3 separate regions of the Zea mays genome follow, and all the other regions are linked to region 3. A link is a contact called in public Hi-C data. All regions are on one chromosome and are shown on one strand. Each heading gives the region's core, a stretch centred on a gene start, on an enhancer-like site or on the middle of the called end of the contact. The rest is flanking DNA. Distances are from core to core; before and after follow the strand shown.

Evidence for each region. A called contact is a pair of places that touch in the nucleus more often than the background predicts.
Region 1: a Hi-C map of leaf shows a contact between it and region 3, with 9 times the contacts expected there. The contact joins the promoter of LOC100273932 here to the promoter of LOC100384351 in region 3. A contact is called at or near these places in 4 of 25 Hi-C or Micro-C datasets (ear, endosperm, leaf and 1 more).
Region 2: a contact with region 3 is called in a Hi-C map of ear, with 3 times the contacts expected there. The contact joins the promoter of LOC100192908 here to the promoter of LOC100384351 in region 3. A contact is called at or near these places in 2 of 25 Hi-C or Micro-C datasets (ear and tassel).

What each region holds. Positions count from the first base shown.
Region 1 is chr1:274,367,751-274,372,607 of Zm-B73-REFERENCE-NAM-5.0, forward strand. It overlaps LOC100273932 (Zinc-finger domain of monoamine-oxidase A repressor R1), which reads left to right and starts at 2,803. Exons shown (of 6, transcript NM_001148324.1): 1 at 2,803-2,967; 2 at 3,059-3,581; 3 at 3,690-3,760; 4 at 3,857-3,934; 5 at 4,018-4,105; 6 at 4,216-4,698. The coding sequence starts at 3,307. The coding sequence ends at 4,330.
Region 2 is chr1:274,441,489-274,446,151 of Zm-B73-REFERENCE-NAM-5.0, forward strand. LOC100192908 reads left to right here and starts at 2,687. Exons shown (of 5, transcript NM_001138095.1): 1 at 2,687-2,935. The coding sequence starts at 2,902.
Region 3 is chr1:274,198,107-274,202,728 of Zm-B73-REFERENCE-NAM-5.0, forward strand. LOC100384351 (coatomer subunit alpha-3) reads right to left here and starts at 1,740. Exons shown (of 3, transcript XM_008648034.3): 1 at 1,202-1,740; 2 at 1-373. The coding sequence starts at 1,409.

The DNA.
Region 1 (4,857 bases), core at 1,553-4,052, 170 kb after region 3:
CTTTGGTGGCAAATGGTGTGACTGGGTTATGAGAACTGTTAGAGGTGGTAAAGTGGCCATCAAGACAAATGACAGGGTTGGTCCCTACTTTACCACTCACAAAGGTGTCAGACAAGGTGATCCTTTCTCCCCCCTGCTTTTTAATATTGATGCTGATGGGCTGGCTTGTAAAAGCCAAAGATGAAGGTATTATTAGGGGACCCATTCCCCATATCATCCCTAATAATTGTTGTTGTTTGCAATATGCTGATGACACCATTTTTTTGCTCCAAAATGATCTGGAGGGAACCAGAAATCTTAAGTTTATTCTTTGCTTATTTGAATAGATGTCTGGTCTCAAAATCAATTTTCATAAAAGTGAAATTTTCTGTCTAGGTGAAGCTGTTGATAAGGAAATGTGGTATGGTGACATTTTTACATGTCCTTATAATTGTCTTCCTATGAAATATTTGGGGGTTCCGATTGATGACAAAAAAACTGTGTAAGTCCCTGTGGTTACCCACAGTAGAGAAAGTTGAAAAAAATGGGTTCTTGGCAAGGAAAATTCCTTAGTTTGGGTGGTCGGTTAGTTTTGATTAATAGCAGTCTTACCAATGTCCCTTTATACATGCTCTCGATTTATAAAGCTCCCAAGAATATTTTGAAGAGTATGGATCTCTTCAGAAAAAGGCTTTTGTGGCAAGGTGGCCATATTACAAAAAATATCATTTGGCTGATTGGAATATGGTTTGCTCTCCGAGAGGTCAGGGTGGCCTTGAGGTCTTGGATTTACACAAGATGAATGGGGCTCTTCTTGCTAAATGGATTTGGAAGTTGGAAAATACGAATGGGCTCTGGCAGACCATTATCAGACATAAATATGTTAAAGGAAGGCCTATTATTTCATTAAAAAAAGACAAAGTGATTCTCACTTTTGGAAGGGTGTTCTTGATGTTAGAGACAATTTTTACAAATATTGTAAAAAAAGGTAGGCAATGGCAATAGTACCAGCTTCTGGCACAATATTTGGTGTGATTTAGAACCTCTGTCTTCTAAATATCCTAGTCTGTTTGATATTGCATATGACAAAAATATCACAGCGGCAAAAGCCTTTTCTTCTGATTTTAGAGCTGTGAATTTTAGGAGAAGGATCTATGGTGCTTTGGAAGATGACTATAATCGCCTTATTACACAGCGTAATAATATTACTATTTCTGAGGAGGATGATAAATTAGTTTGGCTTCTGGGTAATAAAAATTTTCTGTCAATTCTTTCTACAAAGAAATCAAATGGGTTCAGATTCCTTTGCCTTCTAGTTTCTTGTGGAAGAATAGACTCCCATATAAAATCAAAGCTTTTTTGGCTTGTTAGGCATAAAAAGATTTTGACCAAGGATAACTTGTTCAAGAAAAATTGGAAGGGCAATCTGGATTGCACTTTTTGTGGATTTTCAGAATCCATAGATCATTTGTTTTTTCAGTGCTCAGTTGCTAGATTTACCTGGAGAATTGTCTACTCGGCTCTTGGCTTAACTTGTATACCCAACAGTGTGGATGATCTGTTTGGCTCTTGGATTGATAGTTTTAACAAAACTGAAAAGAACCTGGTCCTTTTTGGTTGTGGTGCTGTCATTTGGGCGATCTGGCGATGTCGCAATGATTGTTGCTTTGGAACTGATAGAATTAATGATCCGACTAATGTGATTTTCTCCTGTTGCTATTGGCTTGATACTTGGGCTATCCGTCAGAAAAAGAAGGAAAGAAAATTGGTGGAACAAGGAAGCCTCAAAATCAGAAGGATGGCGTGTGAGATCTACAACAAGACTCGTGGCTGGAAGCCAATCGACAGACGGATCCAATGAAGATTCTGCTGTGTTTGGCTATTTTGGTTCATCATCATTGCGTTTGTTGTATTCCCCCCTCGCCTCGGTAGCTTCAGGCTGCCAAAAAACTTTGGGCTATATCGGGGCTGAAGCTGTTTAGTTTCGTACTACTCTAGTTTGATCTTTGCGAACTATGTCTTTGGTCAGCTCTGTGTTGATCATGTGCTGCTTCTGGTAGTTTGGTTCGTTCAGGTTTAGTTTTGTCGTAGTTGATAGTTGTGTGTCTTATCGGCTTTTAAATTTTGGTTGGCTCTTTGGTCTTGTAAGAACTTGTGTCTTTTTCTATTTCATAGTGAAATAGAGGGTTATCCCCTCTATTAAAAAATGAGTTAATGATTTTATAATTTAATGGATTGGTTGTTTTTGTCTAGATCCGCTCTTGGTCGGATGTCCTTATCATTTCAGATATCGTATAACTCCGCATCAGTTATCGCGAGTGGAAATTCAGAGAGCCAAGGACTTCTTGACTTCCAACAAGAGCAGTTCATATCCGAGGAACAATCTGTCTCCCTTGGATGTAGAATTTCTTGACTTTCAACAAGAGCAGTTCATATCCGAGGATGGGTGAGCCCGCGGAATCTCCTTTGCTTGACGCAGGCTGACACGATTTGTTTGAAAAAACACAGGTACTCCGTACGAGATACGGGAGCTTGATGGGGGAGCTCGGGCGGCGGCCGAGTTTTACGCCGTGGAGATGGTTCTTTTCACCTGCGATAGTTTGTGGAGAATGCATCTGTTGGGAACGTTTTTTTTCTCGTTTTATCCTAAAACAAGGATTAGGATTAGGATTAAGGTTTTAAGGATCTCTCGGTGATATTTTATGCGTCAAGCGTCATGGGCAAAATGGTAAATGTGTAGCAACACTGCAGTTCGCACCCTGCGCTCGGCATAAAATAGAGCCGTTCTGTTACCTTTCTTCTCCCATTCAAACTTCACATAGAGCCGTTGCTCAGCACTCGCGACCCACTACCAATCCTCCAAGCACAACAACCAATCTTTGCAAGCCGTCCAAAGACGCCGCAGCCGCCGCCGCCGACGCCATGGGGAAACTCGGAGCCAAGTCCGACTACGAGAGTCTCCGCGACGCCCGCATCTCCGAGAACATGGTAAGGCGCAGGCACCCTACCCGAATTCGATCTCCACTCGAAGAGGAATTTCTCGCATCATCTCCAATTCTCGTTCGTGTCGTGTTTGCAGGCCCGGATGGAGATGCTCGGCCTTCTCCGCTGCGCGGGGGAGCTCAGCGACATCGCCTCCGCCTCCAGCCACCGCGCGGCAGGGAGCGCGACGCCTCGGAAGACCCCCAGGCCACGGGTGACGAGCATGACCCCGCTCCGCCGCTCCGGCCGCCTCCTCGCCGCGACGCCGACCCGCCCGACCGGATCCGCGTCGACGCACCGCTGTTCCACTCGGCTGAATGGACAGGGCACAGGTTGAAGCATTGAATGCTCTCTTCCGTGGATCGAGTCGTGTTATATGTGACGGCCGACGGGAAACAGTTCAAGCAAGTTCCTTTTTATTTTCTGGCAGGGGTTCTGAGTAAGTTGACGGCGGCGGGATCGGAGGATGAGGATGATACATGGGAAGATGATAAGGAGGGGAAGTGGGCGGTGGCGGTGGCCAAGGAGAGGGTACAGGCGCTGCAGGAGAGGCGGTGCGACAGCAGGGGGAGGGGCGGCGTGTACGACTCTGTTCTTGGGATCTGCTGCCATTTCTGCAGGTACACGCTCATCATTACAAACATGAATCACCGATTGGTGCTCCTGAGAAAGACCGCGCGGGATTAGTGTACAAGTAGCTGACAAAAAGTCGTTCTCTATGATCAAAGGCAGAAGAAATTGTGCGGCGAGGAGGACTGCAAGCGCTGCGGGGAAGGAGACCTGAAGCAGCCATGCTTAGGTAAAAAGAATCCGTAGAGGATTCTCCTATTTCCCCCTGATTTCCGCACCTAGTATGATCATGTCAACGCTCAATACTTTGGCAAACATTTGACAGGAAAGACGGAGTGCTCATCTTGCCATTCTTCTAATGGGATACTCTGCCGTGGTTGCCTGAAAGTTAGGTACGGCGAAGGTAAGCGGACTTGCTTAACGCTGGAATGGCATTGTTCTTGCTGGATTTTGTCCTGCTTACTAAACTATGAAACGCGGTAGCAGAGATGGAAGAGGTGCGGAAGAACAAGAACTGGCTGTGCCCTCACTGCGTTGAGGAGAAGGGTATCAAGAAATTCTGGATATGCAACAGGTGAGCGCTTCCTCAACCCCCTCTCTGTCAGGATATATAATAGTGTTTTTTAAAAATCACTTTCCCATCGCTCATTCATTAACCCCTTTGGGTCATACACGATGATGCAGCTCCTTCTGCTTGAAGAAGCGGAAGATACCACCGACTGGGATTGCCATATATAATGGTATTTCTGACTCGACTCCTGTCCACATATGTGAAACATGCTGTTCTTGCTGTTACTGATAAACATATCTGCTTCTTCTTTTTTTCCTTTCACTTTCTTTGACATTGCAACAGCAAGGGAGCAAGGATACGAGTCAGTTGCGCACCTTCTGATGGACAGGCTGAAGCGACAAGCTTTCTGATGACGACTGGTGTAATGGTGTTGGCACGTTCACTTCTACAGCGACGATGATGACATAGAGATTGTAGTGGCAGTCTGTTGTCTGACGACGTATGGTTTTGCATGTTTCACTTCTGCAGTGGCTTAGTGATGATGGTAGATTGGTAGAGGTTATAGCGAGAGTCCGTTTGTCTGGCAGTTCCGATAGTAGGCATCTTAGCCTCTAGGAGAAAATGTTTCTGTTGAAATGAGTTAGACTTTTTGGCCCAAGAAGAATGTGAAGCTAGGAACTCTCGGTAGTCTGATGTTTCAGAGAACAACCTCAGCGGCCTTCTGACTTCTGAGTGGCAGCATGTCTGTTTATTGTAACCACATTTTGTTGAGGGTCGGGGCAACCATGGTGCACATGCACAGTCTATTTATTTTC
Region 2 (4,663 bases), core at 1,437-3,936, 240 kb after region 3:
CATCCATAGGAGGAATACTATGAGTTAATTTAATGTTGTCATTTTTTAGTAGTTCGTCAAATATCCTATCGGATTTGGCAACATTAAAGGTAAATTTAATCTCTTCTTGCCGATTCTTTTGAACCGGCTATAAAGAAGAACATGCAGAAGATTTGACCTTTGTTGGCCAAACAAATTCAACGGTATATACATATGCGGATTCATCATCTGAATTATCACGCTCTACTAGATGTATAGTACGGGCGACTGATTTTGATGTCTCTTTAAATCGGCTTTCATAGGCTAAAGCCCGCTGATGTAGCTGAGCTATTGAAAAGAATTGGGTCCCATCTAATTTGTCTCTTAAGTAGGATAGCAACCCATTAAAAGCCAGTCCTGCTAGCTCTTTGTCTGCGACATGGATCTGAAAGCATCGGTTTCTAGTGTCCCGAAACCTCCGGATATAATCGTTAACCGATTCTTCACGTCCCTGTCGGACTGAAGCTAAATCAGCTAGTCCTAATTCATATTCCCCAGAAAAGAAATGTTCATGAAATTTACTCTCTAAATCATTACAGGAATTAATGGAATTAGGAGGCAGGGCGGCGTACCATGAAAAGGTGGTACTAGTAAGGGATAAAGAAAATAAACGAACACGAAATGCTTCCTTATCGTCTAATTCGCCTAGGTGTGCTAGGAACTGGCCTATATGTTCATGTGTGCTTCTCCCATTTTCACCAGAAAACTTAAAAAACTCTAGTACCCTTGCCCCTTGTGGATATGGGACAGTGTCAAACCGGTGATCATATGGCTTCTGATATGATTGCCCCACTCTAGCTACACTAACTCTGAGCCTATCTCGAAATATTTCAGTCATCTCTTCTCTAATTTTATCCATTGCGCCCGGTGGCAGACCAGCGGACCCTAGGCTGTGGGGCTCATTCGGTCAAGCATTGTTACGCCGACCTTCTTGCCGTGACCGATCGATAATGTTGATCGGCCTGTGATCGTATGGCGTGTTGTGGTTTAAATATGTAGGGGGCGGAACGTACCGCTGCTATGGTGTGTAATAATTTGGTGCATAGTGTGCGACAGTAGGATCTGTGTATGCGAATTCGGCTTGTCCGGTGGTACATCCGAACTGGCCGGTCATGTTCGCTATTATTGGGGTGCCACGCGGTAGCCCTGGTATGGTCTCGGACTGTCCGACAGGAAAAATCGGACTATCTGCGTAAGGGTCGGACTGTCCGGGCAAAAGCTCGGACGGTTTGACCGTGTCCAGGGGCGCCGATCTGCCAAGCAGGGACGGTGGTAATGGTATTTGTCCTGGATATGAGTTCATCGGCATACTATATAATGGCTGGGGCTGTGAATCCCCATTTGTCGCCGATGTATTAGACATAGACATCATGTTACTAGTTTCATATGATGGAAAACTTGGAGCAACAGATTTCTCCAACGTATGTGTTAATTTTCTAACTGATTCTTCTAACCCTCCAATCTGTTGTTTCATTTGATTCTGCTGATGATCTACATATTGTTTAATAAATTGGATGTTGTCGGTTTTACCTACGTCGGGGACTTGAACCGAAGATAGAAGAGACGCGGCGTCGGTCTCTCCATATTTGATAACTTTCAGGTGGCGATCTACCGTGTATTGTGACAAGAATTTCTCCTTTGCTTGCTGCAAGTAGTCATCATATTGATGTTTCTCATCGGTCGTCAGACTTTCAATAACCGGCTTCAGGATATTGTCCAGGGAGATATCAGTGTGATCTTTAGAACCGGCCATTTGAGGGCCTGATTTTTAGTAGATCTAGACACCTGTTTCCCAGCGGAGTCGCTAAAAAGTGTGTTGGCGTCGATCCGGGCGCCAATCACTGCGTTGAGAACCCGCGGTGGTGCTCTATGCACAGGAGCGGACGGTCCACGGCCGGGGGCCGGATGGTCCGTGACCTGGCGCAAGGCTCGGGTTCCCTGCCTGACGGACCGGACGGTCCGCGTGTGCGCAGGGACGGCGGAGTTCGTCGGCGGCACCTGAATCTCGCTCCCGGGAGGGACCCCGTCAGGAGGAGAGATCCTAGGCTTTGTCTAGGGTGGGCAGGCCACCCTAGACACATCTAATCGTCGTAGAGCTGAAGAGAAGTGAAAAATTTGGGGTAGGGAAAGACTAATCTACAGCTAAACTAGAACTACTCCAAATGCATAAGTAAAACGAGAAATAGACTTGATTTGATCGATTGTGTGAGGTTCAATCGGCCGTAGCCCTTCATCTATATAAAGGGGATGTCTGAATCTGCTACAAGTTGTTTACCGAGCTAATCCCGCGGTTTTAGCTAATAAATCCCGCGAAAAACTCGGAACTCTAACTGACTCTGCGTACGCGCGGACCGTCTGGACCGCGGACCGTCCGGCCTCAGGCCCGGACCGTCCGCAAGTACATTTCTTGTGCTCATTAAGATTAAGGGATTTTAGTGCTCTAATATCCTTCGGTATCCATGTGTTCCAAACAAGCTCTAAAAGAATACTATTTCTATTCAATTCCAATTTCCTTGCTCACAATTCGATTATTTTAGATAGAAGGAATACTTATCTCAGTTTTTAATTATATCAATTTCATTTATTTTTAGTTCTGAGTTCTGACCCTGTCTCTCTGTTGTATCCTTTCCCCTGTCTCTGCAGCAGAGCAGTTCCTTTCTTGTTGTCTTGCTCTACTCCCCAGTCCCCAGACCCCAGTCCCCCACTCGGACCTGGGGGGCATCGCACCGAGGACGACCTCACGCTGGGGCGGGCCTTGGTATATTCCTTCTCCTCCCTGCTCGGTTTAGCACGCCCGCTTCCAGCACGCATCCTCCCCTCCTCCCGTCTCAAGGGATAGCAGGGTGCAGCGGCTCGAAGCTGGAGGAAGCGGACGGGTTCGCCATGGGGTCCGAGGGATCCTCGGGTCCAGTTGTCGGTGAGTAGCAGTCTCTGTCCGTCATTTCTCCCGAGTTTGCATATGATGTGTTTGTGTGCTCGTCGGTCCGCGAATTCGAGCGGAGACTGGAGAGGTGGGATCTGTGTGGCCAACAAGGCATGGCTGCCTGGATCCCCGATCGGATGCGGCCGCCCGTTGATTAAGGGAAGAAGGAGCTTGGTGGGAGTGGGCTCAGTATCACCTGGGGCTGCTTGGGGAATCCGATCCGGCATTGCCTCTGATTGGAATTGACACCACATCAAGATTGCTGTGCGCGACTTAGGTGCAGAGTTACCATTTCCACTGCCATGTAGTCAACAGCCTCTTGGGCGAAAGACAGGTATATCGGGAACTAGGGTTGCCTTCGGATGGAATTGCAGATTTGTAGTGCCGAGTTGGAATGTCAGGGTAAGTTTAGCATCTCGCTGTAGTTGGTGAGCCCCGGTTGATCTTTCCATGTAAATGAGAATTATGTAGGTTTTGGTCGAGACTTGGAAGTTTATTCCTTTAAGGATTAACAAAGAAGAGTTCGGTTACTCGAATGTTGGTGCAATTCTTGATGGATTGATTGGTTAGGAATTTGGCTGGACCACCTGAACTTATTGTGAAGTCACACTCATCTGTTGTTGGGAATCATTGCTCTTGAAATAGTTTTATAAGACTGCGATTAGACTTGTTATGTTGTATGGTGCAGAATGTTGGTCTAAAAGAGACGACATGTTTAGCATATAAGTGTTATGGAAATAAGTATGTTACGTTGGATTTGTGGCCATACAAAAAGGGATCGGGTCCGGAACGACGATATATGTGACAAGCTAGGGGTAGCACCAATTGAAATAAAGCTTGTCAACACCGGTTGAAATGCTTTGGAAATGTCCAACGAAAAATTGCAAAGGCACCAATGTGTAGTGGGATCCTAAGGCACAGAAGCAATATGAAGTGAGACAAGAGAAAGCTGAACTTGAGGCAGTAAAAGGAGACTTGAACTGATGAAATATACCCAAAGAATTAGCCTTAAATATGATTGAATTAAAAACAGCTATCCATGTGCCTAAACCTTGACTTGTGGTTTCGGTTAGGTTTCAACACTAGTCTACCCTAACTTGCTTGGGACTAAAAGACTTTGTTGTTGTTGTTGTTGTTGTAGAGTTATTTCTGTAAAAGTTTCTGGACAGTTGAATCACATTATTGATTGGAGCACTAGTAACTGGTGTGGTACTGAACTAGCATGTGTGTTATCTTTATCCAGCAGGAATGCCCATTAATCCACAATCTGGTAAAGGGATTCAAGTTTCCAATATAGTATTCTAGTGGTTATAGATCCTTATGTTTAGCTACAGTAATTGTATTCAGAATTGAGTCAAGGTTAGCTATTTCTGACCGCCATGCCTCAACTAGTCAAAAGATATTTTTTCCAGATTGTAAAGGATTAAAGCTCAAATTACTCCTAATGGTTTTTTAACAGTTAAATGGGGGGCATGCTTGCTCTTCTTGTCAGTGATGCCGATTCTAGTATTAGTCTTTACCTACTTGTTAGTCATACGCCTACCCATGGCCCATCTTATCATTTCCCTTCATTTCATTTTAGATTTTGTTAATTGTTCCTTGATGTAAATAGTACAAGTCCATAACTCACCTTGATCGACTGAATTTCCTGAAGCTAGCCAATGTGTGACCTTGCTTACATAGAAGAGCCTCTATGAGATGTTGCTGAAAGATTTGCAACTA
Region 3 (4,622 bases), core at 490-2,989:
GCATCAACACCTCCAAAAAGATCTGTGTTCATCTGGGTGAGACGGAGGATGTCATCTGCAGGTGACACTGTCTTCTTCCTCAGAGCTCCGATATCCCAGACACGTACAGTCTGATCAAGTGATGCCGATACAACCAGGTCTTCTTTGGGATGGAAAGATGCACACATGACGTAATGGTTATGCCCAGTCAGCACAGCCACACAGGTGCGTGACTGCCAGTTCCAGATCCGGATTGTCTGATCGTCACTAGCACTTACAATCCATGGATACTCATGATGGAATTGCACAGTGCGAATGTAGTCAAGGTGTCCGTGAAGTGTGAAAAGGCAACGGTGTGTCTTGTAATTCCAGACCTTAATCTTATAATCATCACCTGCATCATATGACAGTAAGCAAAACCAGAATATTAGTAAGTTTTACAAGTAACAATGGTAACGCTCTTACCGACTGTTGTGCAAGTACCAAGTAGACCTTAGGTGCAAGCCTGCAAGCAAGCATCCTAAGTCTTTAGATCTTGATCCAACCGTAGGTCACATTTAACACTTAAACCCCTCCACCACTAGCTAGCACAGCTTTATCAAAAACTCCCTTGACAAACTAAAGTTACACCTACGGTTGGATCATGATCTACAGACCTAGGAGACTCGCTTGTACGCACCTAGGAGACTCCCTTGCACACATGTACCTAGGGTCTGCTTACACAGTAGTTGTTTCTGCTTAGGGATGTCTTAGTCTTAATTCGATGATTGACAGCACGATTACAGAAGTGTTTTTTTTTTGTGTGTGCTAATGAGAATACCTTTGTGATTTGTGACTGAAGGTGTTCTACCTAATGTTTCAAAGATCACAGAATCCACTAACTATAGACACAGGAAAAATCAAGCACTAGGACTTATTTACCATACAGATCATCGCACGCACAGATGATAAAGCAAGCACCAGATCCGAGTTCCGACCAACCCATCGCACCGTACTGTTACATATATCCTTATTAACCACCGCACTTCCCACCAAAAGCGATCTCATCAACGAACTTGCAAAGCAATCTAGTCCAAGCGCCCACGATTACACAAACAACGAATCGCAGAACCATCAAACATCCACGTAACTTGCGGGAACACCTCCAATCCGCGCGAGAGAAATGAGCTGAACACGCGAAGAGCGCACCAGACGGGCGAGACAGAAGGATCTAGCAAATTACCTCCGGAGACGAAGAGCGGCTGTGTGGCGTGGAAGTGGACGCCGCGAACCGGCCCGTCGTGCTCGTCGAAGCGGTCGAGGAGGGTGCCCATGCGGTAGTCCCACATCTGGATCACCCCGCTGTGGAGACTCGCCAGGATCCATGGCCGACGCGGGTGGAAACTCAGGCCCTTCACCCGGTTGCTCTTCGTTTCGAACTTGGTCAGCATCCTCCCGGCCCGGCGTGCCCGGCCACGGCGGCGGCTAAGCTGAGCTCCCCAGCTGTAGCTGCGGAGAGGAACGGAGAAGAGATGGTGGATCTGGAAGAGGGAGGAGGAGGTGGATCTGGAGGTGCGAGTCGGGACTCGGGACTCGCGAGAGAGGGAGAGAGAAGGGCAGAGGGGGGAGAATGCAATGACGACGGGAGAGAGGTGCTTTAGATCTCGGAGCAGGGGATCTGATGACTGATGAGCCTCGCCGTGGGGTGAGCAGAGCTGCAAGGGGTCATAACCGTTCGATGCTGGGGCATGATGATCTGAACCGTTGGAAATTGTCAGGTGTGTGCCCTGGTTGTCAGTGAGGCATTTGCTTTTCCGTAATGACACATTAAAGTCATTTGATGATAGGATCATAGGACTATACTGTTATGTTACGTTACACTAGTCGGTTACCCGTGTGTTGCGACGGCTCACAATAATACCCACGTAAATTATCCACCAAAAAGATCTCAAGAATTTTATTGATTGTCTCCGCTTTTTGCATAATATTTTTATGAACGCACGGATACCATAGGCAACAAATCAGAGACCACATCCTTCGCATCCCCCACTTCCAAGGTTTCGTAGAGCAGGAGGGGAAGGGAAGAGGCGGACATATCTGTTCGTTGCCGGAGAAGGACACGACGAAGACCTGGGCATTTGGAGGCGACATAGGTAGTATACCGCTAGATATATAGGGAGAGAGCACGCAAGAGGAGAAAGAAGCACAGCCGGAGCAACTCCAAACCGAGAGGCACCCGCACCAGACGTCAATCCGAGAAGGATGAGAGAATGCGAGTGTCTTCCCAGCCCTGGACCCGTCGAAGCGACACAACACCACCACCAACTTCGTAGCATATGCCGACTGCAGCCACGCTACGGGCCTTGGTTGTCCAATATCTCAGACCTGGACTCCTTATCGCCAAGATAACCTAAGCGTTGCGCCACCATGTCCTCCTCGACGGCACGCACGGAAAAAGGCCAGGAGCATGACTGACTCGCCCCGTACCCGGGTCGACGAGCGTCAGTCGGCTCGCGACTGCGACCGTGGGCGGAGGCAATAGGTTGGGGAGGAAGAACAGAGCGAAGGTCGGGAAGATGAACGGGACGTCCGACGACGGCGAAAACGGTGGTGCGTGCATGATGCGAAACGTCCTCGTGGACGTGCAATAGCCACTACGCGAGTCGGTGTCGGGGCTGGTGTCGGACAAATACGGGGAGGAAGCGCGTGCTCCTACGCCTCTGCCGAGAATGGGGTGGTGCGGAGGTGGAGGCATGAGGGGCGAGAGAAAATAAGTAGAATGGCGAACGAGGTGGTGGCAACTGAGACGAGAACCATCATTATCGTGCGGAGGTATAGATGGCTAGATGGATCGTGTCTGGCGAGCCGGTCCGAGGCACGAACTATTTAATAGTGCCTAGGCCAACCCGGCGCGAGCGTCGTGCGGTGCTTGGGCCGTAGCCTCGACCCGTAGTGCTGGCCCGACCCGACACGATTGTTTTTTATTTTACAAATATATATATATATATAATTTATATTCAATATTATAAACACTTGAGCATGATGTTCTACTGGTTAGACAACTTCGTTTAGTGTCTCTCACCCTTATTCCACCAGGGTGTGGGTTCAAACCCCAACTCCTGCACCGCTTTTTAACATAACCCACCTTCTGCAACATTTGTTAACATTTTATGCTCGGTTACCCATGAGTTGCGACGGCTCACAACAATACCCACGTAAATTATCTACCAAAAAGATCTCAAGAATTTTTATTAATTGTCTCCGCTTTTCGCATAATATTTTTTATGAACACATAGGTATCATAGGCAGCAAATCAGAGACCCCCATCCCTCGCCCCCCACTTCCAAGGTTTCGTAGAGCAGGAGGGGAAAGGAAGAGGCAGACATACATGTTCGTTGCCGGAGAAGGATAAGACGAAGACCTAGGCATCTGGAGGCGACATAGGTAGTATACCGCTAGATATATAGGGAGAGAGCACGCAAGCGGAGAAAGAAGCCCAGCCGGAGCAACTCCAAACCGAGAGGCACCCGCACTAGGCGTCAATCCAAGAAGGGCAAGAGAATGCGAGTGTCTTCCCAGCCCTGGACCCACCGAAGCGACACACCACCACCACCAATCCGTAGCATATGCCGACTGCTGTCATGCTACAGTACTTGGTTGTCCAATATCTCAGACCTGGACTCCTCATAGCCAAGATAACCTAAGCATGACATGCGCCACCATGTCCTCCTCGACGACACGCACGGAGAAAGGAAAGGAGCATGACCGACTCGTCCCGACGAGCTTCGGTTGGCTCGCGGCTGCGACCGTGGGCGGGGGTAGCAGGTTGGGGAGGAAGAACAGGGTGAAGGCCAGGAAGACGAACGAGATGTCCGACGACGACGAAAACGATGGTGCACACATGATGTGAAACGTCCTTGTGGACATGCAATAGCCACTGCACGAGTCGGTGTCGGGGCTGGTGTCGGACGAATACAGGGAGGAGGCGCATGCTCCTACGCCCTCTGCCAAGAATGGGGTGGCGCGGAGATGAAGGCATGAGGGGAGAGAGAAAAGAAGTAGAATGGCGAACGAGGTGGTAGCAACTGAGGCGAGGACCATCATTATCGTACGGAGGTATAGATGGTCAAATGGGTCGTGTCTGGTGAGTCGGTCCGAGGCACAACCCATTTAATAGTGTCTGGGCCAACCCGGTACGAGCGTCGTGCGGTGCTTGGGCCGTAGCCTCGGCCCGTAGTGCTGGCCCGGCCCGACACGATTATTTTTTTATTTTACAAAAAATCATATATACATATGTACAATTTATATTCAATATTATAAACACCTGAGCATAATGTTCTACTGGTTAGACAACTTCGCCTAGTGTCTCCCACCCTTCTTCCATCAAGGTGTGGGTTCAAACCCCACCTCGTGCACCGCTTTTTAACATTTTACGCTGAGTTGATTTAGAAGAAATGTAAGGACTTTTTGTAAAAAGATGACGCGGGACGACTATTGAAACTGGTGCTTTAAATATAGTAGAGACTAGTCGGTTGTCTGTGCATTGCGACGGCTCACAACAATACCCATGCAAACTCTGCACCAAAAAGATCTCAAGATTTCATTGTCTGTCTCCGCTCTCCACATAATATTTTTATTTGACTAACTGATGTTGTTGTTTACTA